Linked DNA regions of Mus musculus: regions 2, 3, 4 and 5 are each linked to region 1. A link is a contact called in public promoter capture Hi-C data. All regions are on one chromosome and are shown on one strand. Each heading gives the region's core, a stretch centred on a gene start, on an enhancer-like site or on the middle of the called end of the contact. The rest is flanking DNA. Distances are from core to core; before and after follow the strand shown. Region 1 holds the start of Ndufa4 (Ndufa4, mitochondrial complex associated). Region 2 holds the start of 1110019D14Rik (RIKEN cDNA 1110019D14 gene). Region 3 holds the start of Bmt2 (base methyltransferase of 25S rRNA 2). Region 4 holds the start of Tmem168 (transmembrane protein 168). Region 5 holds the start of Tmem106b (transmembrane protein 106B).

Evidence for each region. Promoter capture Hi-C pulls out the DNA fragments that hold promoters and counts their contacts. Capture Hi-C pulls out chosen DNA fragments and counts their contacts.
Region 2: a contact with region 1 is called in a promoter capture Hi-C map of liver, with 2.3 times the contacts expected there. The contact joins the promoter of 1110019D14Rik here to the promoter of Ndufa4 in region 1. A contact is called at or near these places in 4 of 39 promoter capture datasets (embryonic stem cells, liver and pre-B cells) and 2 of 9 other capture datasets (adipose tissue and liver).
Region 3: a promoter capture Hi-C map of adipose tissue shows a contact between it and region 1, with 4 times the contacts expected there. The contact joins the promoter of Bmt2 here to the promoter of Ndufa4 in region 1. A contact is called at or near these places in 1 of 115 datasets of contacts at active chromatin or transcription factors (pro-B cells) and 2 of 9 other capture datasets (adipose tissue and liver).
Region 4: a contact with region 1 is called in a promoter capture Hi-C map of liver, with 6 times the contacts expected there. The contact joins the promoter of Tmem168 here to the promoter of Ndufa4 in region 1. A contact is called at or near these places in 2 of 39 promoter capture datasets (liver and pre-B cells), 2 of 115 datasets of contacts at active chromatin or transcription factors (astrocytes and stem cell-derived neural progenitor cells) and 2 of 9 other capture datasets (adipose tissue and liver).
Region 5: a promoter capture Hi-C map of pre-B cells shows a contact between it and region 1. The contact joins the promoter of Tmem106b here to the promoter of Ndufa4 in region 1. A contact is called at or near these places in 8 of 39 promoter capture datasets (the 3T3-L1 cell line, the C10 cell line, cranial neural crest and 4 more), 2 of 484 Hi-C or Micro-C datasets (B cells and embryonic stem cells), 3 of 115 datasets of contacts at active chromatin or transcription factors (astrocytes, embryonic stem cells and thymic regulatory T cells) and 4 of 9 other capture datasets (embryonic stem cells, liver, macrophages and 1 more).

Annotation. Positions count from the first base shown.
Region 1 is chr6:11,906,118-11,908,815 of GRCm38.p6, reverse strand. It overlaps Ndufa4 (Ndufa4, mitochondrial complex associated), which reads left to right and starts at 1,366. Exons shown (of 4, transcript NM_010886.3): 1 at 1,366-1,492. The coding sequence starts at 1,451. It also overlaps a transcript of Phf14 not described here.
Region 2 is chr6:13,870,182-13,872,879 of GRCm38.p6, reverse strand. It overlaps 1110019D14Rik (RIKEN cDNA 1110019D14 gene), which reads right to left and starts at 1,311. Exons shown (of 3, transcript NR_045995.1): 1 at 1,253-1,311. It overlaps 2610001J05Rik (RIKEN cDNA 2610001J05 gene), which reads left to right and starts at 1,362. Exons shown (of 3, transcript NM_001352887.1): 1 at 1,362-1,441; 2 at 1,734-1,824; 3 at 2,140-2,698. The coding sequence starts at 2,169. The coding sequence ends at 2,348.
Region 3 is chr6:13,676,634-13,679,331 of GRCm38.p6, reverse strand. Bmt2 (base methyltransferase of 25S rRNA 2) reads left to right here and starts at 1,366. Exons shown (of 5, transcript NM_175312.4): 1 at 1,366-1,652. The coding sequence starts at 1,499.
Region 4 is chr6:13,606,764-13,609,461 of GRCm38.p6, reverse strand. Tmem168 (transmembrane protein 168) reads left to right here and starts at 1,364. Exons shown (of 5, transcript NM_028990.5): 1 at 1,364-1,632.
Region 5 is chr6:13,068,446-13,071,143 of GRCm38.p6, reverse strand. Tmem106b (transmembrane protein 106B) reads right to left here and starts at 1,385. Exons shown (of 9, transcript NM_027992.3): 1 at 1,184-1,385; 2 at 730-836.

The sequences.
Region 1 (2,698 bases), core at 117-2,616:
CACAGCTGCTCACCACTAAAGTTCTGATTTACTCTTTTTTTTTTATTCTTTTTCACTCATTCACCCATAACCATCCAACTATCAAGTTCTGTTGATACCACAAAATTTTCTCTGATATTTTTGGTGATTTTTTTTCCCCAATCAGTACATTCCTCCCCACCCCCAGGACAACTAAAAATTCTCTCACATGGACAACTACAATAGCCCTTTTATCTACTCCATTCTTCATAGCCAAAGGAATTCTTTTCAACCATATAATCTTATTGGTGAACTTCTGAAAGTCCTGAACATAAAGTCCTTGCATAAGTGGTCCCTGCCTCGGATGTGGCTCCTACTTTGCCTTCCCTTTTAAATGGTAGACTGTGTGCTTCATGCCTTCATGTGAATTGTCTTCCTTATACACCGCCACCTGAAGCCTGTACTGGGCTAATGCTACCTGTTCAGTTTAGCAGTTTCGGCGAAACCCTCTCCTTATTATTTGAAACGTTTTAACATGTGTAGGGAGTCCAAATTGTTGGCTGTGATTCGAAAGTGCCCATTAAACCTGCCCCAAGGAAGAACTTTTGGGTAAAAGTAAATTTGCAAAGAGATAAATGAACATTGACTTAGGATGGTAGAAAAGGTTAAGTTCAGCAACACGGCCAATGAAGATACTTTTAAGGATTCAATATCTGGACCAAAAAGAGATGGTGGCATGTTGCAAAACTTCTTTGGGGGGCGACAACTCTTCAATAGTGCCACGACCTAAGAATCTAGAAATCACATTGTAGAAACTATGGCCAGCTTTAAGTCACTTACTAGTGTTTCAACTTCTGTCCCTAAGCGCCAGTGAAAGTCAGGAAGCAGCTGCAGTCTTAAACCGCAGCCGTTGACCCCGGCGGCTGGAGACTCGACCTGTCCTGCGGGATCTGGGCGCTGAGCCTGCAGAGGCGCCTGGCAGCTCCCTCCGGGGCCCTCCGGGCGGCGCGGCGCGCGCCCCACACGCGCGCCCCCAAGCGCGTCCACGCGCGGCCCTGGCCGGGAGGCGCCGCTAAGGAAGCCGCGCCCGCCGAGCGCACTGCCAGCGGACCGCCGGATGACCCTGGTCTATACGCATGCCGTCCTGAAAAGTGCCTGTCTCACCAGTCGAGACGCTCTGCCTGCTATGCAAAAAATAAAAAAATAAACCTATCAAAAAGATGCATGGTGGAGAACTGATGGATCATGAACTCAAAAATGCGAAGAAGTGGTCGGGACATTTAGGGCAATCGCGCGAGGGCTGACTACCTATTCAGGCACCTTAGAGGACAGCCGCATCCGGGCTTTCCTGCTGCAGGCTGCCCTCAGCGCCAGGGGTCCTTCAGGTAGGAGGTCCTGGGTGACTTTGGACGTCCGCTCAGCCAGGTTGCAGAAGCGGCTTAGCGTGTGTCCTAATCTTCTCTCTGCGTGTAGGTAGGCCTGTGCCGCAAACATGCTCCGCCAGATCCTCGGGCAAGCCAAGAAGCATCCCAGCGTAAGTTCACGGTCTTTGCCAGGGTGGCCTCTTAGCTGTGGTTGCTCCTGCCCGTGTCCCCTGGGGACGTTCTCTTTTCTCTGTTCCTTGGGGTTACATTCTGTTGTTGGGATGACCTGATTGCTTGAAGCCTCTACCTGGGGTGGAGGTGAGGTTGCCTGAAGCAGAAGGTGGCAGAGATCAGGGAGAAAGGTAAACATTCTGAGTGTTGGAACACTGTGGCTCTCAGATTACTTGGTCCCAAGAGGGGTGAGTGGTACGTTGAGTGATTAGAATCCAAGAGAGGCCAAGTTTGTTATGCTGCTCTTTGCGGCTTTTAGAGTCACTGCATTGCACCACCAAACCTTCAGAAGTGCAAGGGATCGTCATCGTGTAATCCCCACTTTGCTTGGAAAACTTGACACTGGCAAAATTGATTTAAGTTTTCTTGACCTGTCACTTTCGTCCAGTATAGCTCGATAGAGGATGCTGTGTACCTAAAACTCCCACTGATGGGCCTTCATCTTTGCCTTAAGCCTGGTTTTCTAAATACTCAGCAAAATTAACTGCAGTCTGTTTTCAGAGTTCATTCCTAAAACTAGTGCTTTTAATAGGCATTTCTGTCCGCTAGTTATGCTCTTTATTTCACAGAGATTATGTTCACAGAACTTTTGGTTTTTCGAGACAGGGTTTCTCTGTATAGCCCTGGCTGTCCTGGAACTCATTCTGTGGACCAGGCTGGCCTCAAACTCAGAAATCTGCCTGCCTCTGCTTCCCAGTTGCTGGATCAAAGGTGTACGCCACATTGCCTGGCTCACAGAACTTTTAAGGGCCACTTTTCAGTAGTTCCCGAAGAGATTCCGCTCCCAGCCTACCAGGGAAGTATATCTCGTTACTTCCAGGGAAGCAATGAAATTTAATGGGAATGCTGTTCAAGACTTACAGAGGTGAATGTACTTGATAGGATTATTTGTTCATATAATTTAATCCATGTAAGGAAGTTGGACTCTTAAGCCAACACCATCCTGATGTCTTTTTACAGAGATCATGCCTTTAGAATACAATTGAAAGAAACACTGCTTCAATCCAAGTTCAACCGTTATTCCCATTGTAGGACAAATTAGCCAAATAGCAGATTTAGAGGTTGGCTTATATAGAAAGGAACCAGTGTGCCCTTATTTGGACAAGATCAAGGGATGTGATGATGGCTACTCTTCTTTGTCTATT
Region 2 (2,698 bases), core at 62-2,561, 2.0 Mb before region 1:
AGTTAATTTCTAACTACAATAATTGAAAAGATGAACATTTTTACCATGCATAGACTCTGCAAACTTAAAGCTTAAGCAAGACACTTTACAGACTCAGGAACAGAAAAGTGTACAAGCACTAACTTTAGTCTGCAGACTTCCACTAGCTGAAACAAATACATAAGGAAAAATAAAACCTCCCAAATGAAAACACTGGAATGTAGGAGGATATTTTGGAAGTCATAAAAGCAAGAGGTCCTATTCCAAAACTAATTGATAGGAAAGATACAAAGCCAAAAGCAACATAAGACAAGTGCAATTAGAGTGAATTTGTTAAAATAATTAACTTTAGAAAAACAACACTGTCAATCTATCAGACACAACTTGCTTTAATGTGTTCACCACCTCTGTGAAGCTCCTGTAAAATCTTGGCACATTTATTTCATCAAATTATTGTTCCTAGCTAATGTCGCTGAAGTTCCTGCCAAACGTCTTTTGGGAAGCAGAAGTATAAATCATTACCGTCAGAGAGATACAACTGTGTTTAAAAGGAGAACCAACAACACAAGAATACAAGCTGATTATAGACACTCAACTGAGTGTGCCCACAGTATTCGCATGATTTTTATCAGGACAAGTCCGGGCACCTCTAACTCAGCACCGTGAGTAACTTACAATGAGAAGATGACAAATTGTCAGTAAGTATGAAAGTGCTCGGGCCAGAAGGAACATTTAGTATGGATATCCCAGGTAACAAGACTTCAAGAACTTTTCAAAGTTAATGCTTACAGATGCATGTGAATAATACTTATAATGGTTTTGAGTACTAAACTTGGCATCTTAAAATATTGGGAGGCTGTGGAGAGTGAACATTCTGAAAAAGACAAGAATTCGAATCGGAAAAGATCTGTGTATAGGGCTGAAACCATATTTTCTAAACCTGATTTGCACCACAAATGATTCAATATTTTCCAAACTTTCTGATTAAATGTGCTTATTTTCCCCGTTAGTTTTAAAAAATTAGCAAATGTCATTAGGCACATTTGGAAAATGATAACGGGGATTTTCTGCTGCAGAAATGTTGGAAGGCCCCAGGTTTGAAACATTCCCAAACAGATGGCTTCCCTCAGCTACCCTCTCCCACGGTTACTTCCTTATTTCAGAGTACTAACAAGACATATTCATGCGGCTAGAATTCCTTTACAGGGCAGAAAACACGTATTGTTGTTTCGTTAGTCCTACGAATTCACTAAACCTTTTCTTGAACACTCACCCTCTCTTTAACAGTAAAACCAGAGGGCAAACTTGTGAAACCCGAACAACAAGCAGCCTGTGGTCTATCCCTCAGTCAGGGATCCCAGAGCGCGCTGTGCATGACGGGAGTAGGCAGCAGGGCTTGTGGGAAATGTAGTCTGGCGACACCGCCCTGCTCTCCATTCCTGTAATGGCTGCTTTCGGTCCGGTAAGGTACAAACTCCGCTCCCGGGGATTCCAGGATTGATTCTCCTAGTGTACTTGCACAACCCAACAAATTTGCACCCTCCCAGGGCGAAGGAATTCCAGATCTTTATGTTAGATCTTGGGATGAATTTGCTTCTCGGCTTGGTTTCATTTAGCAATCTGTGTGTGAGAACTAACTTTAAATCTAGTAGTCTCTTTTTGAAGGAACTGTTAGGGAGTGTTTTCTGTACTCGTTACCAATTTCTGTCCTTGCTGTTCGTTTCTCACTGACTCTAGCTTCCTCTTTAAAATAGGCTGTGTCACGAGTAACCTCTTAGCCTCAGCATCCGGAAGTTCCAAAGAGAATATTTCACGTTGGGTAGAATTACTTATACCCTTGTTTCGGTAAGTCTTATTAATTCCTTACAACTTCACAGAGTCACGTGTTGTGTTGAATTTTCTAGATAAGAGACATGCTAATAAAATGTGACTTTTACCTGTTAGGGTATTTTATTTGGCAAGTATCTTATGCATTTTTCCCTCTCTTTTCTAATGATAACCTAAAATGACTGTCTTTAGTTTTGTCATCTTAAACTGACATCTGAAATGATTCACAAATTCCAGTCTAAAAGATTGTTTTATATTAATATTGTCATTCAAAAAAAAAAAAATAAGGCTTTTTTTTTTAACAGTTTCTTTTGTTCGGTGTTTAACTTCTAGGCAAGTTCAGCCCTCCAGATCCTAGCATCATGAATTCAGTTTCAACGCAATTGATCTTAGTCCTCGCTTCGCTGCTTTTGATCCTGCCTGTTGTTGAAGCAGTGGAAGCTGGAGACGCGATTGCACTCTTATTAGGTGTGGTTCTCAGCATTACCGGCATCTGTGCTTGCTTGGGGATATACGCAAGAAAGCGAAATGGACAGATGTGACTCTGAAGGACTCTTCTGAATTAGACTGCACCCTGACCAGTGTGCTGAAAACCATTGTTCTGTTGAGGCCGACCCCAAGATTTGATCTCTCCCGTTCTCAGCAAGAGGGTTACAGTTAGCTGAGAGTTAACACTCTCAGTTAAGAGATGCTTTCACGTTCATACTTGTTTCTTCTACAATGGGGGCAGATGGGAGTGGAGGGCAGATGGGAGTGGAGGGCGGCTCTTAACAACAAAGAGTGCACTAATAATGTGGCCCATAACTTGTATTTGCTGCTTGGGAAGGGGCCAAAGTGAGAGGGCTTAAGTTTGCAAAAGTATTATTTCATACTTTCAAGTTGTCAGAGCACA
Region 3 (2,698 bases), core at 117-2,616, 1.8 Mb before region 1:
AGAATGAGATGTTAGAAGAAAGGAAGCTATGGACATTAACTGTGTAACAGGCATTTGTGATGTGAGAGAGCCTGGAGGCCAGCATGCACTTCGCTATGCTGTTAGGTTCCACAGATAACAAATTATCCCTTCTGAGAATGGTAAAAGAAATGGCTCCCTTTAGCAGAAAGGAATCAGCTTCAACAATTCCTGAGGAATGTGGCTTTTTGTCTAACCCCCAGAATTTGTGGAAACAGCGTTTCCTTTGGACCCAACAGTGACATAAAGAGAATGTTACTAATATTACCAAGACATTGATCTGAAAGTTTCAATGCAACAATGTCTATACAATGTCTATACAATGTGATGTAACCAATAGCTGTAAAGTGCACAATCAGATACAAGTCATTCCCAGGTCTGCCTGATGCACTACCAGCAGCCTAGGTAAGTACTAGTACAGAGCGAATGCAGTCTCTTTTTGGAGATTGGGCTTCCATCTTTCTTAAACAAGTCGGCAATCACATACCCTTAATAGTGTTACACACAAATGAAAGAAGTTGGAAAGGGGGAGCCATTTACTGAATTTTGCATGGACTAGTGGACTAACTGTCCAAAATATGAGAGACCACCTGAGCAGACTTTTCTGTGGGTTCTGAGATGACCTACAATCAATGCAAGTTTTCCAGTAACCCATTCTTATGGTCATTACAGAAGTTCTACAGGGAGACAATATGGCCTTTTGGTGTTTTAACTTGTCCCACACCTCCTACTATTTTTTTTTTTTTTTATCTTTCTTTCCCGCAATTCATTGTCTTTCGTGTAGCAGCAGTATGCCAAGCATTAACCTGGGTTAGCTAAGAGAATTACATCGGGATTTGGTAGTTTGACCTCTCCTTGACCCCGATGAAGGCTTTCAAGTTTGGACTCCTTGAAATGTAAAACCCTGCGTAGCAGCCAAGTCTTCAAAGGGTATTTAGCTGAAGGGAATTGTAGAGGTGCAACAGGGTGCAGAGGGAACTCAGGTGGACGACCGCGTCCTGTGGCAGCATCACCCAAACTCCCAGCGGCCTAGGAAGTTGGGAGACGTGCCAAAGCTGGACCATACAATGAAGCTCAAACTAGGCAAATAACTCTGGGGCGCAAGCGCACCCCATACCACAGGCCTCCTCCCCTAGGCAGCCCCGGCTCCTCCGCACAGCATCCGGGGCGTGGCCTGGCGAGGAGCCCAGTGCTTTCTCCGCCTCCTTCAGCTGCTCCTTCCCAAACAACCCGGTGCGCCGCCGCTGCCCTTTGCCCATTGGTCCGCGGCCCTTTCCATTTCCACCCAGCCCTCCGCAGTTCACCAATCACCTTGCGCTATTGGGAAGACACCGCCCCCGAGGCCTTAGCTGTGGCTCCTCGGCCTCCTCCGGTTGCTGCCTCTGCTGCTGCCTCCTCTTCCCCACCTCCTCCGTCCGGGGAGAGACCGCGGGGCCCGAGGGGCGGCGGCGGCAGCGGCAGCGGCGGCGGCGGCAGCGCTATGGAGCCGGGGCCGGGTGGCCGAGGCGCAGCGCGCGGACAGCGGCCCCCGAACGCCGCGCAGCCCCGGGAGCAGGAGCGGAAGCTGGAGCAGGAGAAGCTGTCCGGGGTGGTGAAGAGCGTTCATCGGCGGCTCCGCAAGAAGTACCGCGAAGGTAAACAGGCATCGGGGGAGGGGAGGCGCGTCCCCCGGCTGGGTCAGCTCTTTTCAGCCCCACAGGCCACCATTGACACACACGGGGGCGGCACGTCTGCCCAGGCCGCGATCGGCCGGCCGGCCTCCTGCGGTCGGCTCCCGGAGCCCTAATGGGCAGTCGCCACCCGCCTAGGCCCTGTCCCCAGCGGTGGGCTGAGACCACTGTCACCGAGCCGCCGCTCAGAGGGAGGGAGGGGCTTTCAGGTAAGACCCGAAGAGGGGTGGGGGTGGGGGTGACTCCACCGAGAGACTGGCAGGAGCGAAGCTGCCCCTCGCTCTTCTGCGCTGGACCAGCCTGTTGTTCAGCCCGCTTGGCAACAGCCCCTCTTCCTCTTCGCTCCTTGGCAAGGCCGTGCCGAGGCCTCCCCTGCCTGGGCATCCAGGGCTGCGAAGTCAGCAGGCCCAGCGGAGGATCTCAAGGTGCTTCGCCTGCCGTGTTTCACTGGGGAGAGGGTGGCAGGTAGCTCCCCTCCACCGCAGCTCCATCTTCAAGTTTGTGGAGACAGTCCAGGAAGAGATCTGGGGCAGGTTCTTAAGAGACTGTGCAGGTTTGAAGAGTCTCTAAGCACAGAGACTCTGAAAGATGCCGGTGCCTTCGAAGCTGGCCAGAGGTGCAGACCCCGCTCTTCCATGGGGGCAGCTTTTCGTCTGGCGCATATGCCGGAACAGTGTCTATAGTTGAATTTTATGAATTATCCTGGCATTTTGTAAATGGGGGCTCTCAAACAAAGCAACTTTATAAGATTCGGAAGGTGACACTTTGCATTATTCTTCATGTGTTCAGGAAAAAAATTCTCATAAAGTGTTAAAATGGGCTACTTTCAGCAGATTTTTCTTTAGCTTAATTGCAAAATGAAAACTCAGCAGCGTTCTAATGTCAGTCTTTTAACTAGTTAATAATTTAGGTTAAAAGAGAAATTATGACAGTGAAGGAACAAAGACTTGTGAGATCATGTCACTTTTCAGTTATGCACACTTTTCAATTACTCTGAAAGTTCAGTCAAG
Region 4 (2,698 bases), core at 115-2,614, 1.7 Mb before region 1:
TTCCTCTGTCCGCCCCCCCCCCCCCCCTTGCTCCATCATGCAAGCTAGGTAAGCATGCTACCACTGAGATAACACCCACATGCCCTATTTAAGGATTTGGAGGTTTATCTGAAAGGATAAGCCATTTAAAGGTTGTAAGGCATTTTTAAAACACACATTCTCCCTCAATCCACAGAAGAAACTTTGTCGGATAGATGTTATCAGTGTTTGTTTACACATGAGCGGGCTAGGGGTTTGAAATGGTTTGACCTATATGAGGGGCTGCAAGCAGCAGGAAATGGAATCAGAAGGCAGGCAGGGACTTTTTGGTGGAAATGTTTTTTTTTGGGAAAGGAAAGGGGTTTTCTTGCTTTTTGCCTGGCCGTATTCTATTCAGGCTTCGTTCAGAACTTGTTTTTCAGGCCCAACTGTGCATTCCCTAGTAAAATCTAGTTTTTAACTAAGAACGCCATGAAGTCAGTTTAGCTTTCTATCTTTCTTATCTTCCTGTTTTCAAGGTAACAAGTACCTTTGTTGTGTTAGCAACAATGTTGTTATGCTTCCAAGTCATTGTCCCCCTTAAAGCTAATGTGATTCCCCATTTGCTCAAGCATCCCTACCGCATCCTAATCGTTAAAGTCCCACTTTTACAAGCTCTCTATTGAACTGGAACCATTATCTCCTCTCCATTGCAAGATGGATTTATAGCGGTCCGTACGCGAACGAGACTGTCTTAAAGCCCTCCTTAACAACGTGTTCTTACAGGTATTGAATATCTTTTAAATTCATTTTGTACATGGAGGGACACACTGTTTCCCTGTATATTCACAGTCCTGTGAGAAAGGTTTTGTTACCATTTCACAGATGGAGAAACCAATTTCAACCCCTGAGACTGCTGCTCCGCAGCACCTGTGAAATGCGGCGCTCACGTGTGTACAACTATGTTAATTTAAGTGCCATCAGAATGCAGATTAAAATCATCTGTGGTGTTTGAAGGTGCGCTTAGGGCCAAGGAAAGCTAGCTAGGGCTGTAGAATAAAGATGTTCAGGATTGGGGATTAATGGCGGACTTAATTAGAAAAGCAGGCTGGGGCAAGGAGAGACAGGTTTTGAAGGTTTGGTCAGCATATGCAAAGCCATATATTATACCACCTATATGAAAGAGCAGCAACGCCTTCTACATAGATTTATAGTCCACTTGCAATTATCCCACTCTAGCTGGCTCAGTTTCGGTCCAACTCTAAGCGGTGACCTCGCTGCTTTGGGGCCTGATCATCCGTGGTCTTCCCTGCTTTTGCTGCTAATCCCGGGTGGGAGTTAAACAGGCCCAGGGTGGGGCAGCGCAGCGAGCACCTGCCTCCCCAGGCTCGCCGCTGGGCGTGGAGAGCGGCTAGGAGGCCGGGCCAGGGAAGGAAGCGCGCGGCGCGCCTTGTCCCTGACGGCGATCCGTAGCGCTGGGAGTCAGCGGCGGAAACATGGCGGCCGTGTCGGTCCTAGCGAAAGTTTCTACCGAGGCCTTGCGGTGCTAGTGCGGGAGGCCTCGGGCTCACGTCCCCACATCACCTCCGCGTTCTGGCTCGGAGGCTCCGCGCCCTTTGGCTCTGCGAGCTTCGCAGCGGAAAGAGCGAGGCTCGCTGGCGACCGCTGACTCGGGTAAGGGGCATCCGGGAGCCGAGGGGCGGCGGAGGGCTGGGGCGCCGCCCAGGGTCCGGCTGAGCCGGCCAGGCCCCGCCCCGTCGGCCTCCTGGTGGGATCGATGCTCGGGGGCTGGCGACCGCCAAGGGAGGGCGTGCCTCGGTGTCCCGCCTCACCCTGACCCGGGAGTCGCGTGGTGTCGCCTCGTCCCAGAGCTAAGGGGTAGCGGAACAGCCAGGGTCCCGAGCCCACTTCTCCATCTCTCGCTAGATCGAGCCCTAACGGGAGAGAAGTTACCATAGCTGCTCAAAAAGGAGAGTCCGAGTTGCCATTCTTCTAGTTAAGAGGTGGGCCGAAAGAGTTATTAGCAGGAACTCAGAGAAACTAGGCTGCAGGTCTCCAACTCCTGACGGCTCAGTGTTGTTCTTTCAGGTTTGGACATTTCCCCTACGAGGAACAGACATAGATTTCCACTGAAGGATTATGAAAGCGATACATTGTGTCTTGAAGTCCATTGTCTTAGGACACCATGAGGGCACTTTTCTGTTTTGGAAGAAATTTGGTGAATTAAGTGAAGGTTGGAGTAAAGCCAAGAGCAGACAAGCCAATGATTCCTGGACTCTCACTTAAGTACTAGTGCTAGCTGTGGCTTATTAGAAAGTGGTTTATTTTATCTGCATTTCTTAAGTAGTTTTTTCTATTATTAGTCAGTCTCCTCTCCCCGCCCCCCCCCCTTCGGAATTGAATGTTAACTTGATTACAGACTGCTGGATACTGAGCGTGCATTGTGGAAGACAGATCTCCCCAGAGACTTTGTGACCTGTGAAGAATGCAGACATTAAACAAATGGTGAAGAAAAGAGTAGTTTTACTTTTCCATTTCAGAGAGAGTGATCCGAGAGGCGATTCTCCTACGAAAAGAATTGTAAGCCCACACCTGAATGAAGGGTTTGACAGATAAAGGGCAGATAGGGCTAGGAGGAGGAAAAGGAATATGTCCAGAGAGGGCACGCCATTTCTGTAGTTCATAATTGAAGTGTAGTTGGAATAAAAGTGAGAGGAAGAGCAGTAACAGATGGGGCAGT
Region 5 (2,698 bases), core at 136-2,635, 1.2 Mb before region 1:
TATCCATCACTTATCAGATTCAAAATACGAACTACACAATCACAGATACTACTTTTAATTTAATATTTTTCATTAAAAAATAAAATGATACTAAGTGATTCAGGTCACCCCAGATGAAGGAAATTCATATCTGCTTTTCAAAATCTGAATGCTACTTGTTGAATTCACTCACTGTGTAGACAGCAATATTAAATTTAAAAACTTGAGTCATATAGAAAAGGAGTAAAAAAAAATGAATAAATATACTTTCAGAAGTTCTGTGTACACACTGTGTACCATAGCTCAGAAATATCAGTGATTGTGACTTACACACACACAGTATCTTACTGTGGCTCAATGACAGCGAGTCAGAGCCAAGCCAACACTTGGCAGCCACAGGTGCACAGGGGTGAATTGTAATCAGTACCGGCTCCTTACACTGTGACCTTGGAAGCTTTGGAGTACACAGGGTGGTTTAGAATCAGCTGACACTAGACAACACGTGGTGTCATCACAGGGGTGAAAACTGTGTCCCACAAATGGGAGCCTTTATGGCAAAAGGCTAGGGACAGCTAAGTGGTTCTGGTCTCCGCTGGCTGCCTTACTCAGACCCACAGTAACCTTGACATATTCTGCTGAAGGTGGGTTTGGGTACACACCAGATTAAGCAGTCACTTGAATCCTAGCCTTCTTGCTTAGCTTTTCTTGAGGCTATTGACAAGTGTAACCCCTGTCATTTTGGAAACTTACTTGAGGTTTTTAAAGGGAGTGGTAGATCCCCTTCGTCTCCTCCCCGGGCTCTCAATGTTTATACCGCGGTCTTGTGAACTCAACACGGTTCTCAGATGCTCTAGAAACTGGGAAAAAGATAAATTCAGCAGCGCATGCAACTGAGATGTGTCACCTGTTTGTGTGCAGACCTGGGGTTAGTTCTGAGGGGCTCAAGGGAGACGGAAACGAGCGCTTTTCAAAGGGCATCACAGGCAAACAAACCCCCGGAAGAAATCAACATCCGAGTCACCTTGCAACTACAACTGTCAAGCCCCAGAGCTACTCGGCCGCTCAGATCAAGGGCCCTGGCGCCGCCCGAGCCACCCCGGGAGCGAAGCCAAGGCCCCCGCGGTGACAACCCCGCACCCGGCTCGCCGCGGCCTCCCTCACCGCTCGGGCAGGGGACGTGGGCCCCACGGCCCGGGTCGCTCACCCGCACGCGGAGTGCTGCGCGGTCCCGGGATGCTCCGGTGCGTGCGGGCCGCAGGACAGGGTCACAGCGTCCCGGTCCCGGGGCCGGGCCGAGCGCCGGTAGAGTGCAGCCGGGAGAGCTGCGGGGGAGGGGTAGCACAACAACTGCATCAGCTGAGCTCCGTACCGGGAGAGCCTGCGCGTGCGCTTGCGCAGTTCGCCCCAGGAAGGAGGGGCTAGGCCCTGGAATGGACACTACGCATGCGCACTGTCACCGGTTTGAAGGGAAGTTGCCAGGGTGAAAGCTTCTGGTTTTGTCACCTGTCTCTTCTCTAGACTGGAAAGTTTCAAAATAGTACTAATTGCGCCTGGCTTACGAATAATCGGTTTTCCCTTTTCCCCTCCACCAGGCTGATTCCTTTTGTAAAGGGGAGGAATGTGCACCGTCGCAATTTTGAGCGATCGTGTTCTCAAGTCTAGATTTGCAGACACAAAACTTCCTTCCTGGGGTTAGAATGAGCCGGTTGGTGCACATTTCTGGCAGAGTTGCAGGCCAGAATTTTGTTATTGAGTTTTCATTTAGAAATTAATGTCACCGGGAAGACGCACCCCCGCCCCCGCCTTGGTTTAATCTTGTTTTGATTTTGTACTTAAATTCACATTATTCAGTGCATGCAATAAGAGTTGTACCCCAAAGCTCATGACCAAGTGAGTTGTTAAAGGAGTGTCCCAATCCATGCACCTCATTGTCCAGTCATAATTTACAGTGAGTTGAGGCTACAGTGGCTCATTTTAGTGGCTCGCCAGTGTTATAGTCAAAGGTTGTTATGACCTCTTTTCTGTCTTCCTGATAATCAAGATGTATTAAGTGGCTCATAAGATTCCTGGATGGGATTATAATAAGATAAAATTGAAAGCAAGAACAGATGCGGTTGCTAAAGGAGTTTAATAGCTTCCCTATAAATGGGGTTTCTGGTGAAATTCCTAGAAAATTAACAGAGTTATAACTGGGAAGTAAGCATCTCTTAATTGTGTTTTTTTTTTTTTTTCTTTTTCTTTTTTTTTTTTTTTTTTTTCCTTCTCTACTGGAAAAAAGCAACTGCACTGGGCGAGGAGCTCCCAATTTTGTCCCGCTCTTCTAAACTGCCTTGTATGTATTTGGAAAGTATTTTGATTTATGACCATCTTCTATGTATATAAAAGTTTCATGAAATTGTTATCACATTGGGACATTGGTATTTGGAATAGCCCAAGTCTTTGTTTTCAGGTCATGGTTCCTCATATTGGCTTTAGAATAAACTCTTTGTCCTTTTGAGGTGAGAGCTGTGTATTTTCCATCTACATAAGCAGGATGTTTTAAGACTATTTAAAACATTCACCTCCTTAGGTCCGGCAATTTCACTCTGTGAGATTCATCCTAAATTATAATGAGAATTCTAAAGTAAAGTTGTGTGCAGTGTGTAACCAGTTTCTTAGGATTTCAATAGAGTTAACAATAGCTTCGAAGTAGACCATGGCAACTCTTATAAAGAATACA